Regions from separate parts of the Sus scrofa genome. Here region 2 is linked to region 1. Evidence: chromatin contacts called from public promoter capture Hi-C data. All regions are on one chromosome and are shown on one strand. Each heading gives the region's core, a stretch centred on a gene start, on an enhancer-like site or on the middle of the called end of the contact. The rest is flanking DNA. Distances are from core to core; before and after follow the strand shown.

What was found. Promoter capture Hi-C pulls out the DNA fragments that hold promoters and counts their contacts.
Region 2: a contact with region 1 is called in a promoter capture Hi-C map of liver, with 11 times the contacts expected there. The contact joins the promoter of OTUD6B here to the promoter of TMEM67 in region 1. A contact is called at or near these places in 2 of 5 promoter capture datasets (fetal liver and liver) and 1 of 47 Hi-C or Micro-C datasets (alveolar macrophages).

The regions. Positions count from the first base shown.
Region 1 is chr4:42,928,699-42,934,368 of Sscrofa11.1, forward strand. TMEM67 (meckelin) reads right to left here and starts at 2,408. Exons shown (of 28, transcript XM_021089109.1): 1 at 2,318-2,408; 2 at 2,136-2,226; 3 at 48-136. The coding sequence starts at 2,386.
Region 2 is chr4:45,789,831-45,795,500 of Sscrofa11.1, forward strand. OTUD6B (OTU domain-containing protein 6B) reads right to left here and starts at 3,440. Exons shown (of 8, transcript XM_003125574.4): 1 at 3,345-3,440; 2 at 3,250-3,343; 3 at 2,550-2,701. The coding sequence starts at 3,425. It overlaps LOC100516731 (a long non-coding RNA gene), which reads left to right and starts at 3,607. Exons shown (of 3, transcript XR_115866.4): 1 at 3,607-3,825; 2 at 3,939-5,670.

The sequences.
Region 1 (5,670 bases), core at 1,158-3,657:
ATTCCCCCCCGCCCCAGTAAGATTATATTTAAATAAATACTCCATACCATGCTTTCTGGGCACTTCTTACAAATAATATCAGGTCCTCCATTATTAGAGATCATCTGAAATCCTGGTAGACACACACATGAAGTTCCTAAAAAGAAAAGAACCAATTTTGACTTTAATAAATACAATTCCAAGATAGGAAATTTTTAATAATTCTTAAAATCTTCAGAATCAGTAGTTGAGAGCAAGACAGTGGAGCCAATACTGCCTGGGTTCTAATCTTGATTCTGCTACTTAGTTGTGTGACTCTGACCAAGGTACCAAACTGCTCTGTGCCTTGGGTTCCAATTTGGTAAAATGAGGACAACAATACTTACCTCATGGGGTTAATAAGAGTATTAAATTAGTTATTATACGTAAACATCTTAGAATATGCCTGGCGCACAGTAGATATTGTGTTTGCTACCATTTTAGGTGCAAGTGCAAGCATAAGCAAACTATTAAGTTATAACTATTAAACATAAAATCAAACTCTTGATTAACTGCTATGGCAAATTTTACACTTTCTTTTTTCTTTTTAGGGATGGACTTGCAGCATATGGAAGTTCCTGGGCTAGGGGTCGAATCAGAGCTGGAGCTGCCAGCCTACACTACAGCCCATGGCAACAGCAGATCCTTAACCCACTGAACGAGGCCAGGGATCGAACCCATGTCCTCATGGATACTAGTCAGGTTTGTAACTTGCTGAGCCACAACAGGAATTCTGGAATTTTTACACTTCTATTCTACCCAACCATACACATATATACTCAATGAATTCAAATTTACCTGGTCAAAACAAAACCTTATTAGGAAAGTTATCTTTATTCAAATAAGTCATTGTTTTCCTCTGTTTGGAAAGACAGTAAATTTTATAAGATAATCACTATTCGACCTGATGGATAGGTTAGGACAGCACTCTCTAAAAAGGCATTAAGTGGATACAACATCCATAGGTATACATATAGTAGAATGCTTATCATACTAGGGTTCATAACTATGAAACTAACCCTTACGCTTTAAAGTCCGGGAAACGCTTTCTCATTCATCTTTTCTTACCTGACCTGTCCTACAGGATTATTTTATAAGGACATATAAAATTTGAAGATGGCAGAAAGTTAATGCCATGGGTGATCAAGTGGAGATTAAAAACATCCTTGACTTCAGGAGTTCCCGTCGTGGCGCAGTGGTTAACGAATCCGACTAGGAATCAGGAGGTTGCGGGTTCGATCCCTGCCCTTGCTCAGTGGGTTGACGATCCGGCGTTGCCATGAGCTGTGGTGTAGGTTGCGGATGCAGCTCGGATCCCGCGTTGCTGTGGCTCTGGTATAGGCTGGCAGCTACAGCTCCGATTAGACCCCTAGCCTGGGAAACTCCATATGCCGCAGGAGCAGCCCAAGAAATGGCAAAAAGACAAAAAAAAAAAATCCTTGACTTCAGAATACGGAAATACTTATTCTGAGCAGTTTTAGTGAGGACAACCAGGGACCAAATGATAAACGTTTCAAGAAGAAAAAAAAAAAAAAGCTTAATTTAAAGAGACCTCAAGGGCAATTAGTAATATTCAACACTAAAAGGGCTAGATCCTAAGAAAATTTATAATATTACTGACATACTGTATAGTGGAAATACATAGGTTGAGACTGAGGGTCATTCATTTCCTTATCTGTAAAATGAGAAGGCTGGGCCTGATTATGCTTAAGATCTTTTCCAGCTCGAAACTTCTGGGATTTGAAAAGCAAGGAAAAAAGCGATCAAAATGTACAAGCCCTAATTTGTATTCCCTCCCCAATTTGTCCTGTCACCTGCTTTTTCACCTTATTCAGTTTTTTCAGGTGCCTCCCTAAAAGACTTCCCGGATAAGGAGTAGGGGAATGGAGACAAGAAATTAATTACTGGCAACGGCCTACGGACCAGGGTTTCCTCATCCTCATATGTTGTGCGCAAGTTGCAATCCTCCAAGGAAACCCTTCTCTCGGCTGTTGGCAGTTAACCTTTCTGAAATATTCTTTCCGCAGACGAAAAGGTGTTTCGACGACCCTGGGGTCTGGGGACAGAGCCAAGGTGGGAGTGGTACTTTAGCCAGGGCCCACCCGGAGCCATCTCACCTCCGGCATCCTGCATCTGGTTAGCTCCACACGGCACACAGGAGAGCGCGGAGATATCGAAGTACTGGTTGTGACCGCATGTCTCTGGTTGCTGGAAAGGGAAAAAGAAGGTCTGAGTCTGTGAGACTCGAGGCACTACCAATAAGAGGAATACGGTCACAGTCGCTACGGAGCGGACAGACCTGGCGGCCATTGCCACCCCAGGACCACAGCTGCCCGTCACCATGGTGAGACGCTAGCGGGCCGCGCATTATACGCGCCCCATCAGCCTCCGCGACGACTTTGCAGAGCTGATTGGACAACTGAGGCCCGGATTCCGGAAGTGTCGGCCACTGCTGCCTGGTTGCTAGGTTACCAAAGCCGCGGGAAGCTGCCTGGTCTGGGTTACATGCAAGCTAACGCGGGAGCCTGGCAGGCGCGACAGGCTGTTTAAAATGTTTGCTTCAAACTCTGCTATGCCACCTATTATCAGGACGCGAAGTTAATTTAGGAGGTCGCGAAATAGAATAGCACAGCAAAGAAATTATCTGATTTTAGCACACAAACTGAGTGTTATTTCATTAATCTGTTAAATGACATTTACATCAAAATTTATGCAGAGTAAGTCAGAGTTCCCGTTGTAGCACAGCGGAAACAAATCTTACTAGCATCCATGAGGACGTAGGTTCTATCTCTGGCCTCACTAAGTGGGTTAAGGATCCAGGTTCCTGAGCTGTGACGTAGGTCGCAGACGCCTCTCAGATCTGGCCCATTGCTGTGATTGCGCGGTAGGCCAGCGGTTACAGCTCAGATTGGACCGCTAGCCTGGGAACCTCCAGATGCCATGAGTGCCAGCCCTCAAAAAAAAAAAAAAAAAAAAAAAAAATTTATACACAGTAGGTCATTATCGTATTAAAAGAGACATCTCAACAATGAATTTGTCAAAAATACCTTCGTCAAAAAAGGAAAAACACTGATTTGAAATATGCAATGTCGGAAGATTGGCACTAAAAAAAGATCTTTACTGACGGAACTTTCTTTGTGTTTTTTCTTTCTTTCTTTTTTTTTTTTTTTTCTTTTTTTTTTTTTTGTCTTTTTACCTTTTTCTAGGGCCGCTCCCGCAGCATATAGAGGATCCCAGGCTAGGGGTCTGAGCGGAGCTGTAGCCACCAGTCTACACCAGAGCCACAGCAACGCAGGACCCCAGCCGTGTCTGCAACCTATACCACAGGTCACGGCAACGCCGGATCCTTAACCCACTGAGCCAGGCCAGGGATCGAACCTGCAACCTCATGGTTCCCAGTCGGATTCGTTAACCACTGCACCACGATGGGAACTCCTGTCTTCTTTTTTTTGAGCATAAGAAATCATGTATAGAAGATGAGATCATCTTTACTCCAGTTGTGAATAAAAAAAAAAGGAATCTATTTTTTTAATCAAATGTACACATAAGTGAATATTGTCTTTCAAAATAGGCACCCTTAGGAGTTCCCTTTGTGGCACAGCGTAGGCAAATTTGACTAGCAATCATGAGGTTGCTGGTTCCATCCCTGGCCTTGCTCAGTGGGCTAAGGATCTAGCCTTGCTGCAAGCTGAGGTGTAGGTCACAGATGTGGCCCCAATCCAGCAATTCTGTGGCTGTGGTGTAGGCCAGCAGCTGTAGCTCCGATGCAACCAATAGCCTGGGAACCTCCATATGCTGTGGGTGCCCCCCCCCCAAAGACAAAAAAATCAAGCACTTGGAGGCTCTCGGCCCCCAAACATTTTAGAATTGTCCTCAAAGCCAGTATCTGGGTCATAAAAGAAAAAATTACATTTTAATATTTACATTCCCTTTCTGCTTCTGTTGTATTCTATTTATTTTATTGTTGTATTTTGTCCCCCTCCCACACCCAGTAAAAGCTGGCATATTTTGAAGACACCTTATTCATCAGTGTTAGTGTTAGTGTTAGCTTGAAATGACTTTTGGCTTTCTCAGAAAAACACAAACTTTGTAATAAAAACAATGATTTATCACTATTAAGGGAATACATGTATGTAATATTCTCAATATGTGTGGTAACATGCATCTAGGAAAGTTAGCTAACTTTAACTATTAGCCACCATTAGGCCTAGTATTCTTCATGTGACCTTCCCACAAAGATCTGCATTCACTCTGTCACTAATATCTGTGGCACAGAAGGTGTATGTTCTGAAAACTGTTCCTTTAAGAGGAATTTTAAAAAATTTTCTGAGTAATTACCATGCTGTTGGAGTGTTTAATCTGAAGTAGAAATCACTTATATGAATATAATTTTTGAAAAATACATAACTTTATGTTAACTGGGTCAGAAAGGGTATGGTCAGAATAGTTGAGATTAGCCTGCAAAACTTCCTATGGGGGAATTTTAACTCTAATTTTCCTTAATGAAGTACACAATGTTATATGCTCTGTGGGAGTGACTGGGGCAATAATATTTACTTATTATCTACTATATAACTAAAACAATAGAAGAGCAGGTTCCTTGTGTTCCACATTGTGCACTGTGTTAGGCACTTGACAGCATGAACCTTAATGCTTCATAATAATCCTTTGAGGGAATACTATCTTTTTTTTGTATCCTTTGACAAAAAAAATTAACTGAGGATAAAAAAGTTACATTTTAGGAAGTGGTGAAGCTAGAATTTATCTCCATTTGACCAACTCCAAAACCTGTGGCATGTGGAATTTCCCAGGCCGGGGATTGAACCCAAGCCACAGAGCAACCCAGGCCACTGCAAATGACAAGGCCAGATCCTTAACCCACTGCCCCATAAGGGAACACCATTAGTTACCTTTTAGAGTGCTGTTTTATTACAGTGATAGGGTTAGAGGCAAGTCATAGAGCAGTACTGATAAAGAGCAACCATCAGATAGGCTATTTTAAGGAACTTGGCATTGAAGGGAAGGCAAAAGAAGGGGATGAACTAAAAGAATTTTAATATTTTTAGGGTAAGGGGAATATGTACATTAGTGGAGATGAAAGGAAAGGAGTAGTAGAAGAGAGATTCAAAATAAAAAGAGGAGTAATTGAGTTCCTGGGAAGGGGTCAAGGACTTGGATATAAGAGTGGAAAGAGAATCATCTAAAGGGAGGAGAGTCATTCTTTCTCAGATTGTAAGAAAAGAGATAGATGAGTGAAGCCATCAAGAAATCCTGGGCTGGAGATCAGAAAAATTAAGCCAGATCATTTTTTTTAAGTGAAGAACATAGTTAAAAGTAAGAAGTAGAATGGATAATTGAAAGGGAAACCATGTAGCACTAAAAACTTGCAGCAAGTCTAGATCTTGACTGCAAGGCTAGATCATGTTGGATTGGGAGCAGATAAAAGCTAGGCAAGGAAAGTCCTCGGGTCAAGAGAAGACAAGTATGGGAGTTCCCATTGTGGTGCAGTGGAAACAAATCCAACTAGGAACCATGAGGTTGCAGTTTCGATCCCTGGCCTCCATCCGTGGGTTAAGGATCCAGCATTGCCGCGAGCTGTGCTTAGGTTGCAAACGCGGTTCGGATCTTGTGTTGCTGTGACTGTGGCGTAGG
Region 2 (5,670 bases), core at 2,190-4,689, 2.9 Mb after region 1:
TACTTTAAAGTTATTATTCAAAGTGTTAATCATTAAATTATTATTGAAAGTCACAAATATGTGTCATCTCACAATTCAAATTTGAATAGCACCAATACTAAATGTCATAGCTTTGTCTCCTCTATTTTTAAGGGAGAATCTGTCAGATTCCCAAGACCTTTCCTTATGGTTCTTCAAAGATTCCTACATGGTTTCCTTCCTTCTTAGAATGCCTACTGCATTCATCTAAATATTTCCTATAAATGCTAAGTCATTCACCACTCCAACTTCCATTCTCTAAACGTGCTGACTCAGTTCATTACTATCTTCATAACCTCAAAAATGGTGGCAAAGACCTTTCTCCATCCTCATTAGCTGGAACCCGATGAGCACTGCTTCATGACCCTAGTAACAAACTGAGTTTCTTCTATCCTTTCCCATCTACTGAAAAACTATAAGTATAGGAGTTCCCGTCGTGGTGCAGCAGAAACAAATCCGAACAGGAGCCATGAAGTTGTGTGTTCAATCCCTGGTCTTGCCTAGTGAGTTAAGGAGCTGGCATTGCTGTGAGCTGTGGTGTAGACTGCAGATGTGGCTCGGATCCTGCACTGCTGTGGCTGTGGTGTAGGCCGGCAGCTGTAGCTCCAATTTGACCCCAGCCTGGGAACCTCCATATGCTGCAGGTGTGGCACAAAAAAAAAAAAAAAAAAAAAAAACAAAAACCCTGTAAGTGTAAAATAATTATCATTATTACAATGAATCTTAATCATCACATAACCATTATGTGTTTGCTCTAGAAAAAAGATACTAGACTTATAACAGGATTAGCAGCTGGTATTTTAATACTGCAACTATAAGTTAAACTAGTTTTTAGCATGACACATACATGATACATATTAAGGCCTCTAATAACAAGAGTCTCCAAGGTTATGGCCCAAATGATCAAAATATCAAAATCAGATTAAGGCTTCAAAGAGTGCTTATCAACTTTAGGGAAATTAGGATTCCTAGATTTTTCAGAGGAATTTGCTAACATTTACAAATGGCCATAATGACAACAGGCAAAATACAAAAAAGCATCTGAAAATAAAGAGAAAGCAATGACAAAAGAATTCAGGTAACTTTCAGGGGTTTCAGTTAAAAAAAAAAAAAAAGATAATAGTTCAAAACAAAATGACAGTTTGTATCTTAACATTTGAACAATATGTAGCTTATCAAATATTTTTTTTGTCCTTAGAAACCTAGGAGATAAATCTCAAGTTTGAAAGGCCTGAGAAAGCAACAAAACTATCTCACCATTAGAAAAGATAGGGAGACAATTAGGAATACGCTGATTGTGACAACACAAACACCTGAAGCATTATGCCTTGTTACTTGGAAAGAGAATATGTTATAGGCACTGAAGGCCAGGATCTTGATGACTGCCTAAAAATTTAAGAAAATAAGACTATATTTATTATAACAACCACTGTAAATCAATACAGATAAGCTGTTTTCCCTGTTAGGAGCAGATCAAAAATGAATGGAATGAAATAAAATAAAATTTATTTATGGTAGATAAAATGTTGCATGTACATAGGAACTTTCTATCAAAAACAGGAGTGAGGTTATGAGGTCTAGGATCTTTGATATCTAAAACCCATGCAATAAACCAGATAAGATGGTAACAATTCAGTATTCACTTTCTGGAGTAAGACTGTTCTGATTTTGAACTCTGGCTTTGGTACTTAATAGCTGTTATAAAATCAGAACAAAGGTTTTAATCTGAGTCTGTCTCCCATTTGAAAAAGGGGGTTATCTACACTTACTTCAAAGGTAATACTTCATAGTGTGTTACTGTGGGAATTATATGAGATAACACATGTAACACGTTAAAGTGTATTGCAGACAATACATTGTGCATGGCTACGGTGATGAAATAAATATTAGCTAAAATGATGATAGTTAACAGACTCCAATTTAACCAAGAAACGTCAATACATTTCCATTCATTACAAATTGTTAATAAAGAACTTTTTTTTTTTACTACTTCTCTTGGAGCATATGGAAGTTCCCAGGCTAGAGGTAGAACTGGAGCTGCAGCTGCTGGCCTACACCACAGCCACAGTTAACACCTGATCCAAGCCACATCTGCAACCTCTCCTCCTTAAAAGGAGAGGTTGCTTAAAAAAAAAAATCAGTAATATTTATATCATATGAATGTGAAGAAATTTATGCTCAAGAAAGTTAAGCAGCTTACAATCCAATAACCAATTGCCCAGGTTACAATCCTATTTAATGTCAAGTCTAGAAGACTGGTCTTCCAACCTCCATTTGGTGAAGCTTCCTCTAGTCCATCTTATCAATCTGTTCATCTTTGGGGCAAGTGAACAGTTAAAGAAGTGGACTTTCTTTGCTGTCCTCCCTTAAAAAACACACTCATGTAAATCTGGTCAGAAAAATATCAGAAAGGTGATGCGAGAGATTTCTTTCCCTCCAATTTTGTGATTTATATATAAGTAAACGGTTTAAGAGAAGTGCACAATTGCTATCAAATGCTGTAGACAAAAAAGGAACATTACTTCACATACTTTACTCTCCTTAGAAGTCAGCTTCAATTGCTCCAGTTCCTTTCTATGTTTCTGTTCCATTTCTGCTTCTAACTTAGCAACATCTTCAGTGAGTTGCTTCCTCCTCTTTTTGTCATTCTTGGGAACAACATTCTTCATACTCTGAATTTTGGCTGGAAAGCCACGAAAATCATTAGATCAAAAACCCAGGGATTCAGAAGAAACAAGAAATAGTAACAATAAGAGGATGGTAAGAGAGGAGGGTTTAGAAGTAATTATAATAGCAAGAAGAGTAATTACATAATAGTTACAGAGAAGAGCCCAGAAAAATATGGACTGCCCCCCCAACCCCAAATAAAATCTAGTAACACAACCGTCAGTTTGGTGTGGTAGGAGTAAAAAGAAAAAAAAAAAGACTCAAGTTTTTAAATCTTTCAAGCATCCCTTCTGAGGAACTAGGGAAGGAATAGGAAATGGAGCTGGGAGAGGGCCCTGTGTCCAAGTTCGTAGTTTCCAGGTGTTTCCAGGCACCCGCACCAGGACGGTAGCGGACTTAAGAAGCAGCTTCCGAAGATCTGGGGGATTATGGGACCCAGGGGAGGCGGGAGGGAAGAAGTTACTGGTTACTCTGGAGAAGCCTCGGAAGATCCAGCTCCGGAACTGGCCCGCCACGCGCCCTTCCCTGGGCCCTGGCGTCTTCTAGGTTCCCATTCCCCGTCACCTTGCAACTCCTTCTTCTCTTTGCGATGCCTTCTCACCAGCTGCTCCTCCTCATCAAGCTCCTCGGTCAAGACTGCCTCCATGACGACCAGGTAAGCCCAGCACACGCGCGGGAAGAAACCAGCACGACCAGCTACAGAGCACCTTCCACCCTTCAACCCTCACCTTCGGCGCCATTGGCCGCAGCTGGGACCCAGCCCCGCCTTCAAGGCGGTACCGGATCTGAGCCGAGCCTTAGGAGCGAGGAGGAAGAATGGCGTACTAAGCATGCGCACCCCCGCGTGACGCGCTCTGATGGGACGGGGCGGGGCGGGGCGGGGCGGGGCGGCGGGGGTGGAGCGCAACGGTTTGTGGGGGTGTGGCTTAACCGACTGAAGTTTGCAGCCTGCAGTTGACCCCGTCGCTAGAGCGCTTTTGGCAGTAAAGCTACTGTTGCGTCTGCTGACCAGGCCGTGAAGCGCGCAAAGATGACGTTGTAGAAACCATTTTGGATGTTCTTTTTGTTTTGTTGGGTACCTCGGACCGTGTCCTTTAATCTTCGTTTTTGGTTCCATTACTAGGAAGTTCTTTTCAAAAGGTAAGAAGGAAAAATAAAAAAATTTCAGTGAAACTTTTAATAAGTATGAATGAGGATCTTTGTGCTGCGTAAATCAAACAGTAGGGAATTAAGTTCTGTTTATTATTTTCAAGGTTATAATACCGCAGTTCCGAAGAAAAACAGCTAAGTAATTGAGAAAATGCCGCCTCTTGAAACGCCTGTAGCGATGGAAACAGAAGAGATAATAAGGACTAAGTATCATAGAACACAGGAGTTTAAAGACCTAATCTCAGTGATAAAGAAGCTATTGTCAGAGCGTTTGAAAAGTATCAGGGAATTGAGATAACGGAAATGTGCAAGCCTGATGGGGCAGGAGATCGATTTACTTAAGTTAAGCCAAACGAGAAATTTTTACAGCATGCAGAAAAAAAGAAAAGAAATCAAGTAAAGCGAAGAGACACCTAGAGGGCCTGTCCAGGAGGTACAATCTTGGCATAATAGGAATACCTGAAACAGGACAAATCAAATGAAGCTGAAACTATAATTAAGGAACTAATCGTAGAAAAATCTACAGAGTTGAAGAAGGAACCAGATCTGCAAATGGAAAAATTAACAGGGTATCATTAAAATTTAATGAAAGCAACACCCTGACATATCCTGGTGATATTTTTAATTTGAAGGGATAAAGAAAAACTTCTACAAGTATCCAGAGAAAGCAAGTTTCTTTACATGGGTGAAAGTCAGGCTGACTTCACATTTTTCACTTGCAAGTCTTAAGTGCCAGAAAACAATGGAACAATGTCTTCAGAGTTTTAAGGAAAAATAATTTTGAAACAAGTATTATATACTCTGCCAAGTTATCATTTCTGTACCAAGGCAGCTGGAAGACATGAAGGGGTAAAGAAAATGTATCTTTTGAAGTTCCCCTTGTGGCTCATCAAGTAAGGCAAGAACCCATCAAGTAAGGCGTATCCCCAAGAATGCTGTTTGATCCCTGGCCCCACTCAGTGGATTAAGTAGCCAGTGTTGCCCTGAGCTGGGGTGCAGGCTGCAGCTCCTATCCATATTCCCTGGGTGCAGGCCTAAAAAATAAGAAATTGCATCTTTCAAGTACAATCCTTGACAAAGTTGCTAAATGATATTTAGCTAACAACATGAATTAAAATGCCTCGAGGAAGCAATTGTATGAGAAAGTTACCGGTAAATATTAAACTAGTTAAACAGCATTAAAGTCAAATTGTTACATAGAGTTACAAAACGAAATGCAAAAATAAATTTGTAAATCCTGTCTAAAATTTCAGTTTAGGTCCTTTTAAATTGTGAAAAGGCATGCCAAACATTTAATGAATAGTTTTATTTTTAGCATTATAATATAGATAAAGATATCCATGTTCCTAAGCTAAACAAGTAGATAACAGGACTTTGTCACTGTGGACAGAACCTGTAGAATAACGGTATATCAAATGTTAATCTGACAAAATAGGAAAACCTGTCAATCAAATTTGCTATTCCCTATTTTTAAATACCGAGGGTGGGGGGAATAGCAAATTTGTCTGTAATGTAATATTGGTAGTGTAAAAAAAATTCCCATATCACTGGTTGGGGGGCGGTAGTAGTTTAAAACCTTGTTTTATATACATCTTGCCTACAGAAAATCAGTACCTATTGCTTCATGTAGTAGCTCATTCTAGTAAATTTGAAAATGAGATAACAAATAAAAATAGAAAACATTCCAGTTTTTTGGATTGGAGAGGAGGTGGTGAAAAACAGCATTAAAGCATTGAAATTAGATTGACACAGGAATATAGCTAAGTTATTTCACTCATAAACTGGTTAAATATTCCTACCAAAAAGATTAAAATTGGATCAAAAATCAATCTCTAA